Linked DNA regions of Gossypium hirsutum: region 2 is linked to region 1. The links are chromatin contacts, called in public Hi-C maps. All regions are on one chromosome and are shown on one strand. Each heading gives the region's core, a stretch centred on a gene start, on an enhancer-like site or on the middle of the called end of the contact. The rest is flanking DNA. Distances are from core to core; before and after follow the strand shown.

Region 1 (4,188 bases), core at 1,147-3,646:
AAAAGATGCCCGTGGTCGGAAATTAGAAATAGTCAAACTCCATGTCCCTGGGCCGCTTTATATGACAGATGAAGAAGCTGATGGAGTTGTTCAAGTAAGGATTTTCTTTTTCCATGACTCTGCATGACTGTCCATATACATTCAACATATTGACTATAGCTTTGCCGAATGAAACTGTACATGACTTGCCAAAGAAGAAAGAGGTTTATTGTGCATTGTTTTCTGGTCTTTGATGTTCCTGACAACAGGATGGTGACGCTAAAGCGAGACTTCCTGGTACACGACTTGCTGCTTCTTATGTAAACTTCTATATTGCCAATGGAGCGATCATCTTGCCACAATTCGGGGACCAAAAGCGAGATGACGAAGCTGTTTCCGTCCTTTCTCAAACCTTTCCAAACTATAAAGTAAGCAAGTATTTCTTTTCAACATATGCTAGTAGTAGAACCATGATGGATGCAATATTTAACTCCATTTTAGTTATTCAAGTAAAAATTGAAAATTAACTTACAATCACTGCTTGGGAATCTTGTGTAATGGGTGGTAAATTAGGAGATAACTACAAAAGTTTCATTTCTTTGTGAAGATAGCAACCTAAGAAGATTAGAGGCTAGGTTAAGATTGATATCGAAATGAGGTAAATGAAACCCGGATAACATCCAGGTTTAAAAGCATAATAGTGTCTTGTGTTCACCAGTATAATATACCTAATGCCATATGCTGAGTTTATTAGTCTTGGAATTTAAAGCTAGCTGTTCTAAACTATCTTACAGTTTCAATCTTTAATTCTATGGTGATGACTTTTGTGTAAAAGCTATATAGAAGGCTCACTCAAGTAACTTTTCTTTTTATTTGGGCCTTAGCTACTCGTTTTTTCCTCCTATGTTGCTTCGACTCTTTATTTTCTTAAAATACCTATGTTTGATGCATACTCGGGTAAGAGTATAAAGATATGATCCTCCAAGGACCCTCCATATACATAAGGAAAACTTAGGTAAACTAAACATACTCGAATCTAACACTTCCACTCAAGTCCGAGTAACATTGTTTTCCACAAAATAGGCTAGGCTTGCTTGAATTACTACAGTAACAGCTAAAGGCTAAAGCTGATATTGTTCTTTTGGCTGTATTTACCACTCTTTGTTTTGGTTCAGGTTGTAGGAATTGAGGGTGCTCGAGAAATTGTTTTGGGAGGTGGAAATATACATTGCATTACTCAACAACACCCTGCTATCTGATATTTTAACCAAAAATACAAAATTTCAAGTCGTTCAATTTGGCTTTCAGTTTCTGCAGCAGAAGATATGGGTTGCATCAATAAACACCATTCTTACAGACTTACACACACAAAGTTATAGTAATTTATCAATGGACTTCACTTATGGTTGCCTTTAGGTACTTTTCAAAGATAAGTAGTTTTAATACATTGTCATCTTTGTTGTATTCGTATGCTATACGTATGTTCGACATATACTTTTTCTCTTATAACATTTCCTTTTTCTATTATTTACTTAAATATTTGGCTTTCTTTTCTGTACGTATGCTAATTCAATATCATTCAAAAGGAGGAAGAATTACTTAGCACCTAGCTTAAGATTGGTTAATTTGGCAAATTTCTTTGTTTTGTTTGGAATATACCTTGTCTTGCAAATTGATTGTCTTGTTTGGAATATACCTTGTCTTGCAAATTGATTGTCTTGTTAGACTATTGAGATATTGATAATTGTATTCAGGATATTGGTTATGGTTTTTTAATTCTTTTGTAGGGTATTTGTCATTGAATGCATAGAAGAGATAGGGTCTTGTTACCTATTGATTGGGAAATTGAGCATACTTTAAAAACACTCAAGAAAGCCAATAGGGAAAGAGAACAATTTTGAGTTAGTAGTAACTGGAAGAATTATGGTTGTTTGATTGAAAGGGACATGTATTATAGTATGATGATATTATATATGCAAGTGTAATGAGTAATTTGAATAAAGAAAAGAATATGTTGATTTGAAATTAATGAATGAATTTGTTAGTAAAAGTATAATTGTGTTGTTATGAATTGAAGTGAAAATAGAGGAGAGTAATCAATCTTGAGCTAATAAACATATTGATTGAATATTTGTACATGAGCACTAGTAATGACTTGATTTATTAAAGGTTGTTCCATATTGATTGAAATGCATGTATCAAAGTATGTTGGGACTTTGTATGTATGTATGATGAATGAATTGAAAGAGAAACGTTGATAAATGTACTAATAAACTTGGTGAGAATAGAGATGGAATATGATTGAAATGCTAATAAAAATAAAAAACAATGTGTACAACATATGGGCATACACTTTGTGCAAATGGTGTGGTGGATAGTATAATTTCATAATGATAATATGTGTATATTTCAGGATTAAAATGGGAAAATGTGTATACTTTAAATACCTAAAGTGTGCATTAAGTCAATTATATAATAATTTGATGGCTAAATCATAAGATTTAAAGAAAGTATGAGAAGTATAGAATAATGGTATAAGATAAAGAATAATAACAGAGTACAAATGGATAACGTTATTAAATAAGATAATAGTGTAATTAATGTAACGATCTGATATTATATGTCGGAGTTGAAAAAATATATTGCAATAATTATAAGAGTTATGTTAAAATGTTTTGTCTATATTTGTATGTTATATAGATTCTTGTAAATTTTTATAATTAATATGTACATGTTATATATTGATTTGTTTTTAAAGTTAAACTCGAGGTAATTTAAAAATCATATGAACACTATTAAGTATAGAGATATGCTTAATGTATTGAATCTTTATTCTACAAACAGTTAAAGTCTGCATCGAATTAGAGTCGTATTAACTTGCTATAATTATATGCAATTTTAAGTTCTAGGAATGAAGCCTGTATGATAGCATGGCATTTACGTGGGTATGAACAATTTGTATATTATTTAATTATGTGACATGAAAGTTTATATGGTAAGATGTTTGAGGGTGGGGCTTTAATCCACAAATACAATTTTATATGCTATATCGTATTGGTATGTGACACGTCTTACCTTTCAATGGTATGACCTTAAACCCAAATCTTTAAATACCATGTATATAACCAGGTTGGGTTAAAATTTGTTATTGTTATGAATTTAATCCTTATACTTTTATTAGTTATTATACCTTTTTAAATTTTAGTCTTTACTAAATATTAATTGTTAAACTTATCAAATAAAATTTTGTTATTTCCAAAATCTGATGCGTCAATATAATATCGTGTCAGCTTATTATTTTTATATTACTTACTAAAAATCTAATTAATATACTATTGATTGTCAGAGATTTCAAAATATAGAAAATATAATGACTTAAGAATGATGCAATTAGAGACAATGAACTAAATCTACAACTATACACATGATACAAAACTAATAATTGAATTCAACCAAACAAAATTTAAAAAGTATAGGACTAAAATTTACCAAATAAAAATTAAATCTATAACTTTCATAAAATACAAGGAATAATAACATCATTTAACCTAAGAGCCAAATAAAAGCTTTTTCATCTTATGTGTCTCTCTACTTAGCCAGCCAAATGGACGGATCGGATTAAATCAGATATACTCTAAAATCACCACAAGGTACAAGGACTAAAATGTAATTTCCAAATAGGCGGAGTGGAAGAATGAAAATTTGGAGTGTCAAACTCAACCCAGATCCAGTACAAAATTAATGAAAAATCAGAGTCTCCACAAGAAGCTTCTTAATGCTTCAAAACCTGACTAAACTCTAATAGCAAAATGATAGCTTGAAGATCTAAAAGGAATTTTTTTTTTCTTTTTTAGTTGAAGAAAGAAAAGAAAAGAACAATGGGGTGTTCATTTTCAGGGTTGAATGCTTTATACGACGCCGTAAATGGTGGAGGGGACGTTTGGATCAATGACAACAGGTTCAGGATCGTGAGGCAGTTGGGTGAAGGTGGGTTCGCTTATGTCTATTTGGTGAAGGAAGTCATATCCGACGCCTCTTCAGCTGCATCTGTTGGCTTAGCCAAAAAAGTCAAGGACCCTTCTCATCTTTCTGGTTCGTCCCCCTTTTAAAATTTCATCTTTTTAATCTTTTTTTTGAGGATTTTATGATTTGGGTTTTTCTGTATTTCAATGATTTTTCAATGATCTGGTTCTTTCTAAATCTTGGGGT
Region 2 (4,188 bases), core at 460-2,959, 45 kb after region 1:
TAAAGAATAAAAGAGATGAATTTATAAGTTCTTTTTAAAAGAAACATAAGCAAATAATATTTAACAGTTTTCTGGATTTTTTTTAGTTAAAAATTGTCAGATGCCAAAATGATTGAGTAAAAGATTTTTTAATGGCTAGGATGATTTGGGTAATGGAGTATAATTTAGGTTTCACTTTGGTAACAAAGTATAGTTTAGATATCACTCATGTGTGCAAATTTCGAGTAAAACCGATTTAACCAACCGAACCGAATTAATTCGGTTAATCAGTCTGTTAACCGAATTAATTCAGTCGTGAGTCGGCTAATAATTTTTTGGAAGTTCAGTTAACGATTAATTCTATTCGAAATCGGTTAATTAACTGAATTAATCAAAAATTTATATTTTTTATATACATTTTACATATATTAAATTCGATTAATTCAATTAATTTTTTATATGTTTTATATTTGTTTTAACCAAAACACAAAAAAATAATAATCGGTTAACCGACCAAATTAATTGAAAAAGTTCGGTTCAATTAAGTTTTTTTGAAAAAATTTTGGTTCGGTTAACGATTAAGGGTTTTAAAAGTTCAGTTAATGCTAGTTTGGGTCGGTTAACCGATTGAACACCCCTACTCGTGACCAGAAAAAAAAATTTAGGGACCAGTTTGAGAAAAAAAGATATAATTTATGTATCATTATGTGGTTTAAGTTCTTTTTTTATGATCAAGGTATTTTTATGTCTATTTTACGGCTAATGAAAACTAATCCTTTAAGAGTTTGTGATGGACTCTTTTAACAATGTCATCTTTAATATTCGAATTTAAAATCTCTTTAGAAGTGCAATCAAATGCATCTAACATTTGTTAAAAAATAATTAAATTTATCATCAATTTGAAATATATATAATTTTTATTGCTTTATTGAGACGCATGCATATACAGTTGTTATAATCTTTTCCTTCTTAAGAAATCACCATTGAGCTGATAATATTACTGTACATGCTTTAAGATTGAGTTAAAAGAAATTGCAGGCTAAAATGGATACTAAAAACATGGCGTAAGCAGTCCCTGTACAGCATTGTAACCACAATGGAAATGGAATTGCTATTGCTATAAAAAAAGCCGTCACCATGAAAAACCCTCCCAACTCTTCTAACTTTCGAGCCATCACATGAAACTTGGAATTCATATAACATTTCCCGACACATATGCAAGTGAATGCCAACATAATCGCAACCGAAACAAGGATGAACGTCACCGGGAATCGTTGAGGACCAATTTCGGCGAACAAGATAGCTATTTCAATGGAAGCTCCCAAACAAAATGCTACGATTTGTTTTTCCCAAGCTAAGTAATTCTGTGGATCATGGACTTGGGATGAAATCGGTTCGGTGGCTGATTCAATGTCGATAATCGTCAAAGGTGGAGGCGGTGGCAGTGATGCGGATTTTGTTAATAAGGAGAATAATTTGGTATGAATGTATGTTTGGAAAACCTTTGCCATAATAATAAGTAGATTATTAGGGTTTCCATGAGTTAGAAGTAGCCATATTTGAGTTTGAGTTATGCTATCAACTTGGGAGATATAGTGATGGGAAAATGGATGTTTGGTCACACCCAAAAATTAAATTTCCTTGTTTATTCCACGAAACAAACAATATAATATAATATTTATGTGTATGAAGCTAAATGGGTCGTTGGTCGGCCCTTCCCACTTTTCAAGCTTTGGACGGCTTAGTTGTGGAAAGTTTTGCAAAACCGTCCCCACCTTACATTTCACTATGTCCAATTATCTACAATGTAAGACTATTTTTTTAGACTAAGTTTTTTAATTACTCTATTATTTAATTTTATCATTTTCGTTACCGGTTAGTTAATGGTGATAGCTTTTAAAATTAGTATAATTATAACTTTAACTTTCAATATTTATGCATTGTGTCAATTTAGTCTTCATTCTAAAAAATTCAACCCTCAACATTTTACATATTGTGTAGTTTGGTCTCTCTTTTTTTTTGGCACTTTTGCTTTCCTTTGTGGTCTTTTCACCTAAAAAATTTAAAAATAAATTTATCAACTAAATTTTATTGAAAATAGACCCAAAAAAAATGAAAACAATGAAAAATCCAATATAATAAATTTTATCTTTTCTCATTATTTTAAAATCAACCCTAAATGTCACCAAGAAAAACAAAACTACAAAAAAAGAATTTACATAATGTGTCAATGTTAAGGGTTAAATTATTTTAGAATCGGCACTAATTGACATAATTTATAAATGTTAAGGGTTAAAGTTGCTATTATACCAATTTTAATCTATCGTTAGATGGCTGGTGACCAAAAAAGACAAAATTGAATAGTTGAATAACCATTTTGTAACTTTTTATAGTTGAGTAAAAAAATATATTAATAGTTGAGTGATTGTTACGATAATTTGCATACATTTTTTTATTCCTCATGCCTGTTTTATAGTTCAAAGTCACATACTCTTTTTAAAGTAAATGTATCTTACTATTGTAATCAGCACTTGTTGATTATAATCTATACTTTATAAAACAACAAATATTATTTTTAAACTATTTCTTAGAGATATATATATACTTATTCATTCGTTTACACTTTCAAAGCACAAGCTTCAACTTTTGTTAACAATATCAAAATTTCATTAATTACATAAAATTATTTCTTAATAATATATTCAAAGTCAAATTTATTAAATATTAATTTTAAGAATAATTAAATAAATTAGCTAAATTAAATATCGGAATTTCTAAGGACGTTTTTTAGCACATGGCATGGCCGACCAGTCCCACGCACCTTGTTATTCAGCTTCCGATGCAAGTGAGAAGAATAAAAATGAAAATGTTTTTATTCTTTAAGGATTTTTTCTCTCTCTCTTTTGACTAAAGAAACCGGCTAAGTTGACCTAGTGATCAATAGGGCACACCCGCTTCATAATAAAATATTGCTCTCCTCGTTTCAAATTATTAATCCTTTATTAACTTTTTTTTTTATGAAATTAAAATAATATTTTCTATATCTTTATTAATATTAAAATTTTTACTGTGTTTAGTTTTCTGAATTAACAGAACATTAACTCAGTTGAGTAATAATGAATAGATCCTTATTTTACAAATTAAATTGTATTATTTTAAAAATATTTTTATCATCTTATATATTTTTTATAGAAAAATAAAAATATACATAACAATATTTAAACCCTTAGTAAAAAAACAGTATTTAAACCAACTCCATTTATTATTTATATTGATTTTTTTATAATATATTTATTACATAACGTTTTTCATTCACATTGTAATATCTGTAAAAGTATCATGGATACTCTAGTATTAGAAATCAGATTGCGTTTTACTCTCTATGCTGAAAAATGTGTAAATTAGTTTCCATACGTTAAATTAAAAAACAAATTGATCATTTTTTTGTTAAAAAATTCATTCATTTGTGCTGTTAAAAATTGACATGGAAGACGGAATAACCTGATAGTTATATGGTGTGATACATGCACCTCATGTTGATGTATAATGATCAACTTTTAACAGTAAAAATAGATAAAAATTTTACAAAATGACTACTTTGCTCTTCGATCTAATGTTTATGGACTAATTTGCCAATTTTTTAAGAAGAGGGGATAAAATGCAATTCAACTCCTAATACATGGGCCTTTATGATACTTTTAATCAAATATAATTTTATTTTTATTTTAAAATTTAAATTTTATTGTATTATAATTTTTAAGATGAAAATAAGAAATAAAAATGTTAAAAAGATAATGGACACATTCCAAAAAGAAGTATAAAAAATTGAGGGGGGCATACCCTCGTGTTCTATACATGTTAACCACCAAGTGCATAAAATAAGTATATAGTATAAAAAAAATCCAAGACTAATTGCTGTTAATCATGAGACAGGTAGGTTAATAGTGCCTCCATCCACACTTTCACGTATTTTGAGATAGCTACATTACCTAGGGTTATTTAAATTAATGAAATGGAAGAGATAATAAAGTTTGCAACTAGACCGTACTATAGTAATGAATATATTATAACCATATACATATGTATATATTAACTGAAAATACACTAATATCTTCTCATAAATCTAGAATGATACGCTTTCACTTTTTTTTTCTGTTTTACTATTAATCCGTAAAAGTATCATAAATGTTTTTGTATTAAAAGTTGAAT

What was found. A called contact is a pair of places that touch in the nucleus more often than the background predicts.
Region 2: a contact with region 1 is called in a Hi-C map of leaf, with 2.6 times the contacts expected there. The contact joins the enhancer-like site here to the promoter of LOC107953353 in region 1. A contact is called at or near these places in 5 of 34 Hi-C or Micro-C datasets (all in leaf).

The regions. Positions count from the first base shown.
Region 1 is chrD07:7,024,171-7,028,358 of Gossypium_hirsutum_v2.1, forward strand. LOC107953353 (serine/threonine-protein kinase 16) reads left to right here and starts at 2,397. Exons shown (of 6, transcript XM_016888641.2): 1 at 2,397-4,071. The coding sequence starts at 3,858. LOC107953355 (agmatine deiminase) reads left to right here. Exons shown (of 10, transcript XM_016888644.2): 8 at 1-94; 9 at 249-407; 10 at 1,155-1,506. The coding sequence ends at 1,238.
Region 2 is chrD07:7,069,737-7,073,924 of Gossypium_hirsutum_v2.1, forward strand. No RefSeq gene overlaps it. Among protein-coding and RNA genes, the nearest start is that of LOC107953352, 10 kb to the left of the region's middle. Within about 2 kb of position 1,710, at least 1 of the 9 cell types and tissues checked has an H3K27ac peak or open chromatin away from gene starts, as enhancers often do. A contact at or near this core is called in leaf, where this site is marked.